2 separate regions of the Bombyx mori genome follow, and region 2 is linked to region 1. A link is a contact called in public Hi-C data. All regions are on one chromosome and are shown on one strand. Each heading gives the region's core, a stretch centred on a gene start, on an enhancer-like site or on the middle of the called end of the contact. The rest is flanking DNA. Distances are from core to core; before and after follow the strand shown.

What was found. A called contact is a pair of places that touch in the nucleus more often than the background predicts.
Region 2: a contact with region 1 is called in a Hi-C map of midgut, with 2.6 times the contacts expected there. The contact joins two enhancer-like sites. A contact is called at or near these places in 7 of 7 Hi-C or Micro-C datasets (middle silk gland, midgut, posterior silk gland and 2 more).

What each region holds. Positions count from the first base shown.
Region 1 is chr15:5,034,717-5,041,957 of ASM3026992v2, forward strand. It overlaps Grf (nuclear receptor GRF), which reads right to left. Exons shown (of 8, transcript NM_001043550.1): 3 at 1,937-3,046; 4 at 1,648-1,862; 5 at 1,174-1,569; 6 at 161-353. Among protein-coding and RNA genes, the nearest start is that of eIF3i, 17 kb to the left of the region's middle. Within about 2 kb of position 4,300, at least 6 of the 8 cell types and tissues checked have open chromatin away from gene starts, as enhancers often do.
Region 2 is chr15:5,103,572-5,110,812 of ASM3026992v2, forward strand. It overlaps a transcript of Grf not described here. Among protein-coding and RNA genes, the nearest start is that of Grf, 49 kb to the left of the region's middle. Within about 2 kb of position 2,975, at least 7 of the 8 cell types and tissues checked have open chromatin away from gene starts, as enhancers often do.

The DNA.
Region 1 (7,241 bases), core at 3,050-5,549:
ACACCCAGATTCAAGTTTCCAACCCAGTCTCGGGGTAAACAGAGGCATCCAGTTTTTTAGAGTAAATTTTATATCTAGTAAACTGAGATGTTTCATTTAAAAGACATTTGATTTTTAATCTGATTTTATAATGATTTTTATAATTTTAAGAAATTCTTACCTTGATTAAGCAGTATATAGACTTTGAGGCAGACGTATTCCTCCATTCGGAGCTGTATGCGACGGAAAACACAGGTTATCTGCGTCATCTTTTCCACGACAAGTCCTACATCCAATCGCAACTGCTCCAGCGTAATGGGCCTGCCCATAAGTGACGTCAAGCAATTCTGCAATGTCCGGAGGTTGGCGTTTACCTGATTAAAAAAAATATTTAAAAATATTTGCAAAACATTCCATTTTCAAGTTTCTTAAAAAATCCATATCGGATCGGATCTAATTTTTATTTTATTAAAGAAGGTTTTGTAACAATAATTGTTTGAAATAATTGTGTTGTTCTACCTCGATTTTAATTTAGATCTCAAATGATTACATCAATTCACTTAAAACTGACGAGTAATTTAGATTCAATAGATAATTCTGATGTACAATTTTACGTAATACTAAAATGTATGTATGTTAGTGAGAAGGAAATGCTCTAGACAATGAAAAATGCTTCAGTGTAACTACCGTTATTACCGCACAGACGTTTACGTAAGTAATGCAATTCGCTGTTCGATATTTTATTGTAAAATTTCATTCAAATCGTTTTTTTCCTCGCTGCGATAGTGCGTAATGAAACTTTAGATTTATTATTGTGATCTTGTGACGAGATAAATGGAGGTGTATGTACTTTATCGCTATCTTAAATGAAATTGCAACAAGCATTTGAGTCTTTATTGGGTACTTGCCTAACCAACTTAATGTGATATCGACAATAGAAACATTAGGTCCATTGAATTATTTTATGACTCTAGTAAAGCCGACTTAGCAGTGAACGTGTAGTCTAAGCCGGTGACTTTCTACGGCGGTTGCGCAAGAAACGATGCAGATCACGTAACTGCATCGAGCTGCATGTGGCGGAAGTCTGGAGCTGGTATGGCCCACCAGTTATCCACAACAGACGTTCTTACTTTCTCTTTCGGCCTTCTAACAGTAAAATATTGTAATAGCCAAGAGAGACAAGAACTAACTCACCTCTTGCATAAAGTCCTGTTCGTGATCTGACGAGGGAGGAGCGTGGGTCTGCTTTCCGTGCATCGCTTGATACGCCGCCGTCGTTAATACTGAGATCTCATGCCACTTTTCCATTAATAATTTTGAGTGTATTTCCATAGGGATTTCCATAATGAACGGTAGTTTTTTCGTCCACGCGACCATTTTGTGCACGATGGAGTCACCGATCTTACACAATTTGTCGCTTATTTCCGAAGTGTCATGAAGCAAGTCAGGGAGGTGTCGTACTGTCGCAATGTCTTCCATAGCGTCACAGTCAATCAGAGCGCGAATCATGTGCAGCGCCCTGTCCAAAGGGACGGCTCGATCTCGTGACGACGACACGGCACTTTCAAGCCTTGCTCTCAAATGAACAACCTGCAATGACCACCTTTAACTTAATTCCTTTGCAATGTTTGCTATGACTTCAAAAAAAGAAACTCAAAGTGAACTTACCTCGCTGGGATTTGTTAGTGCAGTCTTAAGTATGGTACCATTGACCAAATGCGGTGGGAGTGGGGGTAAGGGTTCTTTAGGTTTTTCTGGTGGCGAAGCTCGACTTGTAGCCGTAGCTGTTTTGTTGGCTTTCTTGTTCTTCTTATATTTCACTTTGTATAAATTGTAAACAGCTCCACTGTTCCTCCCACCAGGCATCCTGTCCTCTCGTACAGCTGTAAGAAATTACATTTAGAAAAATCCTGACAGCTTCTCCAATATTTTTATGAAATTTATATTATTTACGTACCTTGTAGAACCATTCCTTGTTCAATACATTTTTTGAATCTACAATACTGGCATCTATTTCTTTGTGCCTTTGTAATTTCACAGCCACCGTCAGCGACGCACGTGTAAACCCTTCTGTTTTGGACAGTTCGTTTGAAAAATCCCTTACAGCCTTCACAAGTAATTATGCCGTAATGCAGTCCAGTCGCTTTGTCTTCGCAAATCATGCATATCATTGGTTGTTCGTCTTCATCGCGTTCAGTCTCTGGTGCATATGTACGCAGTTCTGGTCTGGGTAACGCTAAGGAACTAGCACCTGCCATTGGAGAAGAACCCGCGATGCTTCCGGCAGCGGCGCTCAGATTTAACGCATGAATTTGTTGGTGAGCAGGGAGCTGGGACACGTCTCCGGCCCAGAGTAGTTCCATGTTCAATGGTGGCCCTCTAGGTCGTCGTAACTCGCCACCTAAATTGAGTAATAGCCTCGCTGCTGACTCCTCACTGCATGAAGCTGGATCAGGAGAAGGCGTGGATGAAGTATGCGAAGCACTGGCTGCAGGCTCACTACTTGAACTAGGCGCTGGTAAGGTCCAGAACATTGTTCGGACACCTCCGGATTCGCCCATTATAACAGCAGGAGTACCTCTCCATTGTGTTTGTCCACGCGCACCTGGTTTATTTTCAATCGGCTGTGGTGGAAAATTTCCGCCTATAAGTTCAGGTTTAACACCATTTATACAAGCGGCCGGCGGCCAATGTCCTGGTGATAGATTAGCGTGAACTCCAGGCGGAGGCGGTACGAGGGTACGTGGTCTGAACGGTTGTGGTGATTCTTGCGGTGCGCTTTCCAACTTCACTGAAGACAACTGAGACTGCGTTGTGGGCTGGTTTTTTCCACTCGCAGGCGAACTTTCTGCTTTGACAGCGGATTGTGCACCTTCAAACTTGATGACTGAGTAGGGTGGCGCCGAGCGTATAACGGTGGGATGGCAAGCGGGTGAAGGTGACGGAGAGCCACCGCCATCGAACACGGGCGGCGGGTGCGGCGGCGTGCTGCACCCGGCTTCAGACATACGCGGCGAAGGCGGTCCTGGGTCAGGTGACGAAGTGCTGGTGTCGGCCGCCGACTCGCCTGGGAACAAACACGATCGTTCAACAATAGCTACAGCATTTTGTCTGCACGCCAACGAAAAACAACACCATAGATTTTTAGAAGCAACAAATAGAAACTAGGTGAAATGTCAACGACCGTGCGGCGTGATCATAGTTAGAAGGCGCGGAGCGACGCAGGGACCCGACACTGCACTTCCCGACGTCGCCGACTAGATTAGTTGATTGCGTCATAATGTAAGCCATCGGGGGACATAGATAAATTATCTTTTAATTTAAATAGAAACCATGAAACGTACATATAATATTAGCGAATGATAATATTAGCGAGAGATGATGAATTTAGTTTTACGTATAGGTTCAATCGAATTTAAAGTTGACGTACAGGATTTTGATTTCACAATTAGGAAACTTAGATAAATTAGGAAAATCAGGAAACGTTTGTGGTGTTCGCGGCGGGTACGATGAGATGTAACAGCGCGACGGACAAGGGGAAAGTGAAAGCTAGCGGCGCGGCGCGAGCGCAGATGCCGAGCCCGGAAGCGTTGTGCCTACGCTCTGTGCCGACTTCACAAAAGGGCTCTACGTCATCCGCTCACGACTGCATTGCCGTTATAATAATTACAGTTACCATGTATTAACATATCCACTATATAATTTCGAGTATTTACATACATTCGGAGAATTATCAAAGCGCAAGAATTTATAACATGAAATTTAAACACTTTATTAATATTTTCGAAAATTACTTCAGAACTGTGGAAATCTCGCTGCCTCGTACGTTTCGATGGAAATAGAATACACGTAACAGAAAATCATAAACATTACCAACTTTTTATGACAAGATCCATAGGCGTAGTTTTAACTTCGTACGCGACCCGGCTTACATCGCACGACCATCCATATATTAAAATGTAACATTAGAATTTTTTGGAATCACATTATTGTTCACCGGGTTTTTATTGTTCAATATTGCACCCAACTATAATTTGAATGCGGAGCAATGATTAAGAGAATCATGTGAGACCGGCGTGCGCGTACCGGTCTCGGCGCTCACGTGCGAATATCAGTAGAGTTTTAGGCGAGGAAAAGTCACGAAGAAAGTTTTCCAGAGCGTGTTGCCGCGGCGGCGGGCGGCGGGCGCGCGCTATGAGCCCGACCTACCGCACGAGCGGCTGCGGCCCGCTCCCCGCGCTGCGCTTCCCGGTCCCTCCCTCCAGCCGCTATTAGGTCACTCAGGCGGCCGTGCGTGCGAACTGCAACCGCACAATGACTAGTGCAACGCGTGCACCGCTCTCGCTTCGAGGACGATCTCTATTTCACTTCGCGTCCTTTGCCACATCATTGGTGGGGACCGATCTTTCTAGCCGCGTGATGCAATCGTCGCCCGCAGAGGTTTTACGTAGGTTCGTACGAACCTAGATAAGTCACCATTCGATAGAGTACTTGATACTTGTCGATAGCACGGTGTCTATTACGAGTTTGAAATTGTCACGAGGAAAATCGGATCTTTACTCGAAACTAGCAATGTATCGATATAAGTACGTACAGAGTATTGCACGAACACGTGTTTATAAAGAGTACATACAGATTGTATAGGAGATGAGCGATAAAAGCCGTAGTGCGGTAAACAGACAACAATAAAGACGATTACGCAACTTGCAACACTTTTATTTCGGGGCGGATGATCACAATCGTATATTCGATCGTTGCAAGCCCGAAGGTCGGCCGCGGTCACCGACACACGGGAAAGTAGGTCACACCCCTACCACTGGTGTCGCCCCACCACCCCCCTAAGCATCGCGACGCCACGTGTCGTTGCGCCCGGCTACATTTCGCATTATTTTTTCGTAGTTTTGCGCCCAACAACAACCAACTCCTCAAACGATTTGATTTTTAGTTTCAAAATTTGTAAATCGATAACTGTTGTTTGATTAAGATTATTTTACTAAATATATAATGAAATGAAAATAATAAAAAAGTGGTTAAGCTGTACAGCAGTTTTGATTATGTCTATGATTCGCGAAGACGAAGAAAATACAATTTTTTTTGTCTTATTTGTTTAAATCGATTGGCTGTTTGAATCAAACACACCACACAAATATATTAGGGGCGATTTTCGTTTAATTTAACGCAAATAAGACCGAGTTAGAATAATCGAGATTCAATAGTAAATGTAGCCGTATAGTAGGTAATTTGTTTACGTGTAGAGCTCGCTATCGGGAGGCCTTCGACGTTATGAGTACATCGACTTTAATAATATTTGTTCACTATTTTTCACCGTTCGTTCGTATATTTCAATTTATCGAACCGACGTCAAACTACACCTCGTATATCAAGCATCAGCTCGTTTGCTGTAAAATGAATTCCATGTGTGCATGAAAATTTTGATGCTTCCAATTTAAAACACACATGCAGCTAATTTGAATTCGACTGATTTAAATAAATAAAAAGATTTTTGCTATCACAAGGTTGTGTGTCTATAATACTGTCATTTGAAAATCTACAAACGTTTTAACATTGACAAGTATTTTTTAAATGGATTCAAACAGTATTGCTATTCAACCATTAAATAAAATTTGTTTACCTAACTAAGTGCAATGTATAAATTAATTCTATTATATAAAGTAAAATAGAACGGTTGCGTCTGTATGCTGCACAAATTTTATGGTATTTAGGTGTAACTAAGAACAAATCACTGATTGAACTTCAATGACGGGACCTAGATTTTCCTGAAAGAAACATTCCCTTATCACCAATTACGAATGGTACTAAGTTATGTCCCACACACACGAAACAGCTGCCTTTATTGATCTTAGCCCACTGAGTTTCTCGCCGAATCTTCTCAGTGGGTCGCGTTTCCGATCCAGTGGTAGATTCTGCGAAGCACTGCCCTTGCTAGGACCAGTGTTAGAAACAACACTTCCGGTTTTAGTCCCGTGAGCTCACCTACACGCGTTAGGACGAAGTTGAAATAGCCTTTCAAGGCTATCAGCATATGTAGGAAAATAATAATAATTAATCTACCACACAATTTCCTTCATATTTTCTACGCGGTACGCATCTAATTACTCTTTAAAATTAGATCTTACACGTTCCGTGCTTTAATTTCGCGTTCATTTTACATAAAAAAAATCTTAATTGCATAAAGATCTATCATTATAGTACAGCGAGGTCCGGGTTGTATTCCCAGTTGGACTTAATAGTTGGTATGCTGGTTTTTTTCGGTAGGAATTCTTGCATCTTATGTCTCTGGCATTAAAAAGAAGAATATCCTGCCTTGATTCGTTGAATCTTAAAAGTTTTTAATATAAATTAATTCAAGGGGCCAAGCTAATGGCATAGAACATTCTCTACCAGCGAACTCTGATGCATAGTGGATATTTTTTATGTTACTGCTTGTAAGTTAATAATTGAATAACCTGTTTTTTTTATAAACGACTATCGTAGAGGGGAAGGGGGCTCTGTACCTATATAATAGATAGGCAGGTAGCGGTATTAGCTTTGAGCTGCATTTTGAAGTCGTCGTGGCCTAAAGGATAACACGCCCGGTGCATTCGCGATGGAACGATGTTCGAATCCCGCGGGCGGGTACCAATTTTTCTGATACGTACTTAACAAATGTTCACGATTGACTTCTACGGTGAAAGAATAACATCGTGTAATAAAAATCAAACTCGCAAAATTATAATTTGCGTATATACTGGTGGTAAGACCTCTTGTGAGTCAGCACGGGTAGGTACCACCACCCTGCTTATTTCTGCCGTGAAACAGTAATGCGTTTCAGTTTGAAGGGCGGGGCAGCCGTTGTAACTATACTGAAACCTTAGAACTCATATCTCAAGGTGGATGGCGGCTTTTACGTTATAGATGGCTGTGGGCTCCAGTAACCACTTAAAAATAGGTGGGCTGTGAGCTCGCCCACCCATCTAAGCAATAAAAAAAAGCTTGTTGGGTGTGAGCTCGTCCACACATCTGTGCAATAAAAATAAAAAAGAACCCTTTACCCGTCTTAGTAGTACTAGGCGTAGTAAAACTACTTTTACGGTTTTCATCTCGAGTTTTTTACTGTCATCATACGATTTTGAACGTTTCGAATCCTTTATACTCGTAGCCTTTGCAGTCACGGATGTCCGTAATATAATGAATGACAATAAAAAACGAGAAATTAAATCGCAAAAAGAGATTTAATTAGGCCGTCTTAACTTAATTAAGAC
Region 2 (7,241 bases), core at 1,725-4,224, 68 kb after region 1:
TGTCGCTAGACGCCAACGCAAATGAAATATCAGAATCGCTTCCTCGTGAATATGTGCCGGCGATATTTATTTTTCTTGCTAAATTAAACATGTTAATTGACGAACACGAAAATAAAAGTGGTATTTTTTTTTTTTTTTTTTTATTATTTTTTTTTTTTATGTACACACAGAAAACAAGACACAGTACAGAGTAATAGGAAAATTATGTACAAAGGCACTGCTTATTTCTTTGAGAAATCTCTTCCAGCAGACCTGCGAGAGGATAATGAGAATAATAATAAAAAGTGATAAGTGTGTGTAGAACACATAACTAAAATAACAAATACAACATGAGAATTATAGCACATACACATAGCAAATATTATAAGTAACACAGTAACACTCGTATATGCGAAGAGTATAGAACCATGATCATTCGGTTGATGATAGATAAAATTGTTTGACCTTGTATTTAAAAACGGAAACAGACTTGCAAACTCGGATGTCAGCCGGCAACGAATTCCACAGTCTGACCGCGTGCACAGTAAAGGAGTGAGAATAGAAATTGGTTTTGTGGAAAGGGAATAACAAAACAGAACGTTGGTTGGACCTGCAGGGAGCATCAGGAGAACGAATGAAAGAGAATCGCTCACGTAAATATAAGGGAGAAGTGGGCTTATGTAGGATATTGAATAGGAGACATAATATTCGAGTATTCCTACGAAGGCGTATAGGGAGCCATTTAAGTTCTTTGCGAAAATGAGAAACATGATCGAATTTTCTGAGATTGTATATAAAACGGATACATAGATTTTGCATCCTCTCAAGCTTGTTTGAGAGCTCCTCAGTGGCATCCAAGTAGCAGGCATCGGCGTAATCAATTATGGGTAGAATGAGAGCTTGGACGAGAGATATTTTTGTATGCTGAGGTAAGAAGCCCTGCAGACATCTCAACGAGTGCAAGGCAAAGTGCACCTTCCTACTAATCTCAGCAACGTGAGAACTCCACGAAAGATGCCGATCTACAATAACACCCAGGTTTTTAACTGCATCGGTTAGAGTTATTTGAGTCCCATCCAAATAAATTTTCCATCCAAATAAAATATTATTTTCGTGATAATGTTTTTTTTTTCTCGCGGTCGGTGCGATGTTAAAGACGAGGTGATGGTATCATCTTGAACAATTCTTCAGAGCGCTCCGGAACATACGGTACAAAATATTGAGGGGGAACCTCATGTTTTGGCATTTGTCTTAAAAAACCCGAAAAAAATGTATCTACCAATATCAAATTTAGGTAGTAATAAAAATCAGTACATACAACCGGATTTCGAATCAATGAATTTTTGGAATTCGAATAGAATCAACATGACAAAGGTCATTGATGAAAAAACTGGAATATATCAACATAACAGCAACAAAAAAAGGCTACCATCCTGCCACAATAGCTGAGGTCGTTGAATCAATTAAATACGAACCTCAGCGTATTCGGAGAGCAGAAGCACGTGCCCCGATATTTCGAAACGTCCGCATGCATTAATGCTCTCCGCGGATGATCTATAGGTAACGAGATACCCGACCACATTTCGCTTACACTTTAGAAAGCGAGTCTTTGTTTTCACTTCGCAACGGTAGTTTGTAATAATGAGGAGAGATCATTACGCGTTTTGTAATTTGTTCGACTAAAGCCGTAGCTATATTTGGACGAACCCCAAACGCGTTTTTATTGCACACTCAATTCACTATTCTAATAATCTAAATCAATGGAAATGTCCGTACGTTTTCGCATGTCGCATACGTACAGACACCATGGCGATGCGGCTAATGCAGGTGTTGAAACCTTGACTATTGCAGAAATGTACTTTCACTACGGACTGCGGCACTTTATCGTAAACATAGAATATAGGCCGCATGCCGTTTCATACGAACGATGATTATTACAATCTCTTTGTGTGTGAATTTTGTGTCATCTTATCGCAGAAATCCTTCAGTTTTTAGACTCGACGGTAGTCAATACGTAAACAGAGTCATGGCCGGTTGTCGATCTCCTAATTTGATGGTCACTTCGTTATCGTATTAATACGCTTCGCCTTGAGATAACGCCATACCAGTTTTTCGAGTAATCAAAACAATATATATTCTGTGTATCCGTTCAATGAATTATTTAAGGGTCCGATTTCTCATTTGCAATTCAAAGTTTCAAGGTCACGCTTCGTGAGTAACGCAGCCAACGTTCAGGTCGACTACAAGACATGATATAAAGACTGAATGAGTTTCTTGAAACTCGTGAATTAAGAGCAAGTCAGCTTTAGTGAGTTATGGTGTGTTTACACAGACCGCGGTCTCGAGCGCGAACTTGTCCGATTTTTTTGCGAGTACGAAGAAGCGAGCGAACTTGCCCCAGTGACCACGGGCCGTTTATATAAATGTAATATATGGGACCACGGCCAATTTCTGAGTATTTACGGTGGCACTTTGCCGCCACATTGAGGATCAGCGCCTAAATACTAAATTGTATGTACAAGAGCCTGATAGTTGCGATCCTCGTGCAATCAAATCTAATTTAGCAGTTGATGTAATTCAAAACCCCGTGAAATGTATCTTTAATAGCAAAATATCAGATTTTCCTAATATAGGTAGTCTCAATCATCTATATGATCCGCGAAAAACTGCTAATGCAAACAGTTTATAATTTAATTCAATGCTGGTAATGGAATGTCGTGTTATAATATACTAATAATAAGCTTATTTTAAAACTCAATACAACATAAAAACCACACATGACCATGGTCCATGCGCAAAACAACCACAGTTTCCCCCGAGGTGTGCATTTGACATTTTCTAGTTTAAAAGTGCACAGATCATAGAAGTAGTTGCGTGGTGCTCGGGTGAGGGTGCGGGGCGGGAGGGGTGCGGTCGCCGGTTCGCGCAGTGTAACCTACATACCGGTCAACACTCCGACTCAGTCAACACTCGCTACAGGGACATCAGGCGCGTTCACTGTACCACTTTACTTGAGCGAGTGACTTGAGCTAGTAGCTTGACAGTCGTTCTATACATTATTATTGATGTATATACTCGTACTATATCTTAAAGAAACGTTTGAGTGAGAAAAGAAATTTTTAAATTTGAAAATAAAACGCATTTTTTTTCTGTGCTCCACGCTTCGTTCTTTTGTTTATTTTAATAAGCTTTTCGAGTTACAATTGTATTTACTTGTTACTACTCTACTTATCGTTAAGTAGTTTTATGGATCTGTACCAGAAACCGTAAGCTAAAAACATACAATTTTCATCACGACGCTACAGCAGTATATTTTAATGTATGCAAAACTTACATGTAAGTGTGTACCCACTCCAAAATAAACTGTAACACTCACCTGAAACAAAAGAACAATAATTGTATTTAAAATATTTAACAAATGAGTACAACGGTTCCCATATGTAACAGACTTATTAACCATGCCAGTGACCGTAAAATTCAATTTAAACTTGAACAACTGTTTATACATCCGTTTTTGACACGAATAACCGGCGTTGGATGAACTGGGTCAATTTTTAGGTTGCAGTCATTTGCCTAGTAAACAATTTGTAAGCAGAATTGTTTCTTTTGTTAACATGTTTAATTTACTCGTACGCTACTTTACGCTACTTTATAAATATTAAATTCAAACGAATGTGGGTTCGAAAATTGTGGAATCTTATCGTTAAGATTAACTTGTACTAGTGGACGTGCAAGTAGCTAGTTAGCCAACGATTTAATGTAAACGGTCTAATGCCAGCATTAGATGCGACTAGACAAGGCCATAACTATCAGTGAAATGTCGAGAACGAAAGAGATAGAAACAGTACGTATTTATTGCACACTTAAACAACAACACAAATGCAATTCACGCACACCCTAACAAATCTTCTATTTCTGTTCTACGCTATATGGTTCAATACTAGTGAATATGTAAAAAGTTTAATATTATATTTACTCTATTTAGATTCCTGTTAGTTATTATATCGATCAAAAAATTCGTGAAGATAGTAAACTTAAAACGAAATGTGTGTCAGGGCCTTAAATGTTGACTTTGTAGATTACTACTAATAAAATTGATACATGGCAATTATACTCGTTACGTTTTTGTTAAACGAAGAAGTATTTTAGTAATAAACCTAACCTACTTGTCATTATCGTAGCCAAAAGAAACGACTATCATCATTGAAACAATTTATAATATTAGCTTTTATATTTTTCTGATATTTTTGCAAAGCAGTTGATTAATCACGCGTATTACTCAGACGTAGTAAATATAAAAAAAAATTAAAGACGATTCACCGTCTAGGTCACTAAAAAGGAGGTTAGACAATCAGCTCAAATTAGGTAAACGACGTATATGCACCTCACACCAAAATATACGTCGGCCGAATTAAAATTACTTATCAGTCGAACAAGTTAACTAGTTGAAGGTACATCGAAATTTGTCGATGTAGATGTATCTTGAAGCCGCGCTAAAAAGATAGCAGCGGTCCGAACTTGCGACAGACTGTCCTAGAACTCGCTCTGAACTCGAGTGCCCTCGATGATTATTGTGCCCAAATTGTAACAATAAAACGGCATATCAGCACATAGCGCGTTTTTTGATTACTTTATATCCAAGTGATGCGATTTGGAAATGAATTCTGGGTCATTGGTTTTTCATAAATCGTTCCATTATTATTAAACAATTCATAAATATTAAATAATGTGGCAGCGGAAGGCAATTCGTTTAAAATGTATTTTAGTTTACTCACGTCTCTATTACATTCAAATACCTAAGCCTCATAGAAGGGGGACTTTAAAAACTAGATGACAAATGATCTTTTGGGGTCTCAAGGTTTCATTTGGGGCTCGTAATTTTTTTTAAACCTAAGTTTTCATTGTGCGTTGCTTATGCGTCCTTGTTGAGTTAAATTAAATGGCTATCGCAGCTTAGCGAGTGGACATTGGTTTATTCACTAATAAAATTTATTCTTGAATTAATTTTAACAGGGATTAATTCACAAAAAAAAAATCCTTGGGAGAGGCAATTTATTTCCTAGGTGAAAGGTACTCTATTTTCATTTCTGTACCTTTGACAACGTGTATATAGAATGTCATGATAACTGGCTTAGCAGTTACGACGTTAAAGTGTAACAAGCTAACGTACAAAGGCACTTTCGAATATATAATATTAATTTAAAAAATATGTATAATTAACACAAAAACCGAATGTATAAAATTTTATACCCCAAATGTTAAACAAGTCGACACTAATACCATAGACACTAAGTACACTATTGATAGTTAGGTTTATAATAACTTTTAACTTTTCAGTTATCTAATGGGAAATTCTGTGAAATTTTAATGAATAGATTTGATATAAAATAACTTAAAAGATATTATGAAATCAGTAGTGGTGGTAAGGTAAGGCAACTCGTGCACCGGTCATCGTTCTCGTCGAACCCGTCGCTTGCGACGAAGGGCTCGACGAGTAAATTAACCCTCAGACACAGTCTTCAGAAACTCAGTTTTCTCGCCGCATCTTCTCAGTGGGTCGCGTTTCCAATCCGCTGGTAGATTCTGTGAAGCACGGCTCTACCTAGGGTTCATATTAACAACATCGTCAGGTTTCTAGCCCCGTGAGCTCACCTACTAGTAAAGGATACGCTAAAATAGCCTCTCAAGGCTCTCGGCTTAAGAAGGAAAAAAAAACAGGGGACTCGTGCTCCGATGGTTAGGGAATTAGACGTTTGGGAATTCCTACAATACATTCAGTTAGTCTGTTTGACTGTATTAGGAGCTATTTCTCGATTGTCTCTCTGTAGTATTATTATCCCCACCCTATTTTATTCCTGATTCCTAACTTGAATAATAATAGTAATTAAGATATGTTATTATTCGGCCGTTTGGTATCTTCTCTCAGCCTATTATAGTTACGAAATAAATTATTAACGTTACCATGTTTTTTACTCCGATAAATGCCTTACTTGCGGACTTCGTCGCCATTCTACACAAAAAAAAGGAATTCCTAATGTCAATTTTGTGCAACAAGTATTTTGTTTCGTCACCTGTGTATTCCTAGCACACAGTTCCCATAGAAATTGGGTTATCTTGATGGATTGTTAGCCGGGCATGATCCTGAACACGATAACAACCTAAAGAAAGTGCGATTGTGAAACATTTTAATAAAAAAAATATTTCACAACAATTTGGAGCATTTAATAATTTAGAGTCAGTGTTAATATTTTTTTTATTGCTTAGATGGATGGACGAGCTCACAGCCTACCTGGTGTTAAGTGGTTACTGGAGCCCATAGACATCTACAACGTAAATGTGCCATCCACCTTGAGATATAAGTGCTAAGGTCTCCAGTATAGTTAAAATGGCTGCCCCAGTCTTCAAATACGAAACGCATTACAGCTTCACGGCAGAAATAGGCAGGGTGGTGGTACCTACCCGTGCGGACTCACAAGAGGTCCTACCACCCGATAGCCCGATTTGTAAATGTATTCCTTTGTATAGGAAAGGGACGATGTTTTGAGGTTTGTTTTTCAGAAAATAGAGCGCGAAACAAAGCCTTGCCTGAAGCAAATATTTGTTCAATCTATTGATGATCAGACGAGCTTGCGGTAGAACTTGTGTGCACTAGTAAAGTGGTAGCAGAGCCTGAGAACATTACAATGTGTGTAACGTCGCCAACCTTGAGCCATGGGGTAGAAATCACAATAGTACTGTACTGGTAATACAATTATCGTATTCTTCAGCATGAATCGAGTGGATGTTTCACAGCACATACGCGATTAATTCTTCGTGTATTCTGTCTGGTGGGCGGTAGAATTCACTTCGAGACGCCTATGGCCTCAGATTGTCAGGCAACAGATACTGCATTGAATTAAGAACAAAATTCAGTAAGCACGGAATCGTAGAGTGATTAAATCCTGTAAAATCAAAATTATATCAGTAAGACCCGTGAAAACCGAATAAAAACATTCGTTTATCTATATACGTGAAGCAAAAACTTTGTATCCCTTTTTACGAAAATTGGGCGGACGAAGGAGTACGAAATTTCCCACACTTATAGAGAATATAGAGAAGAAGTGCACAATGATAATATTTTTTTTAAATAATGCGTAAAAGATACATTAAATCAATAAAGAAAACATTACACACACTACATACCATGTATTTGACGCACACACGCATGCATACTATTTATTGTCAAACTTTTGTTCTTGACGTCTGTTGTCAAATTGAGAATA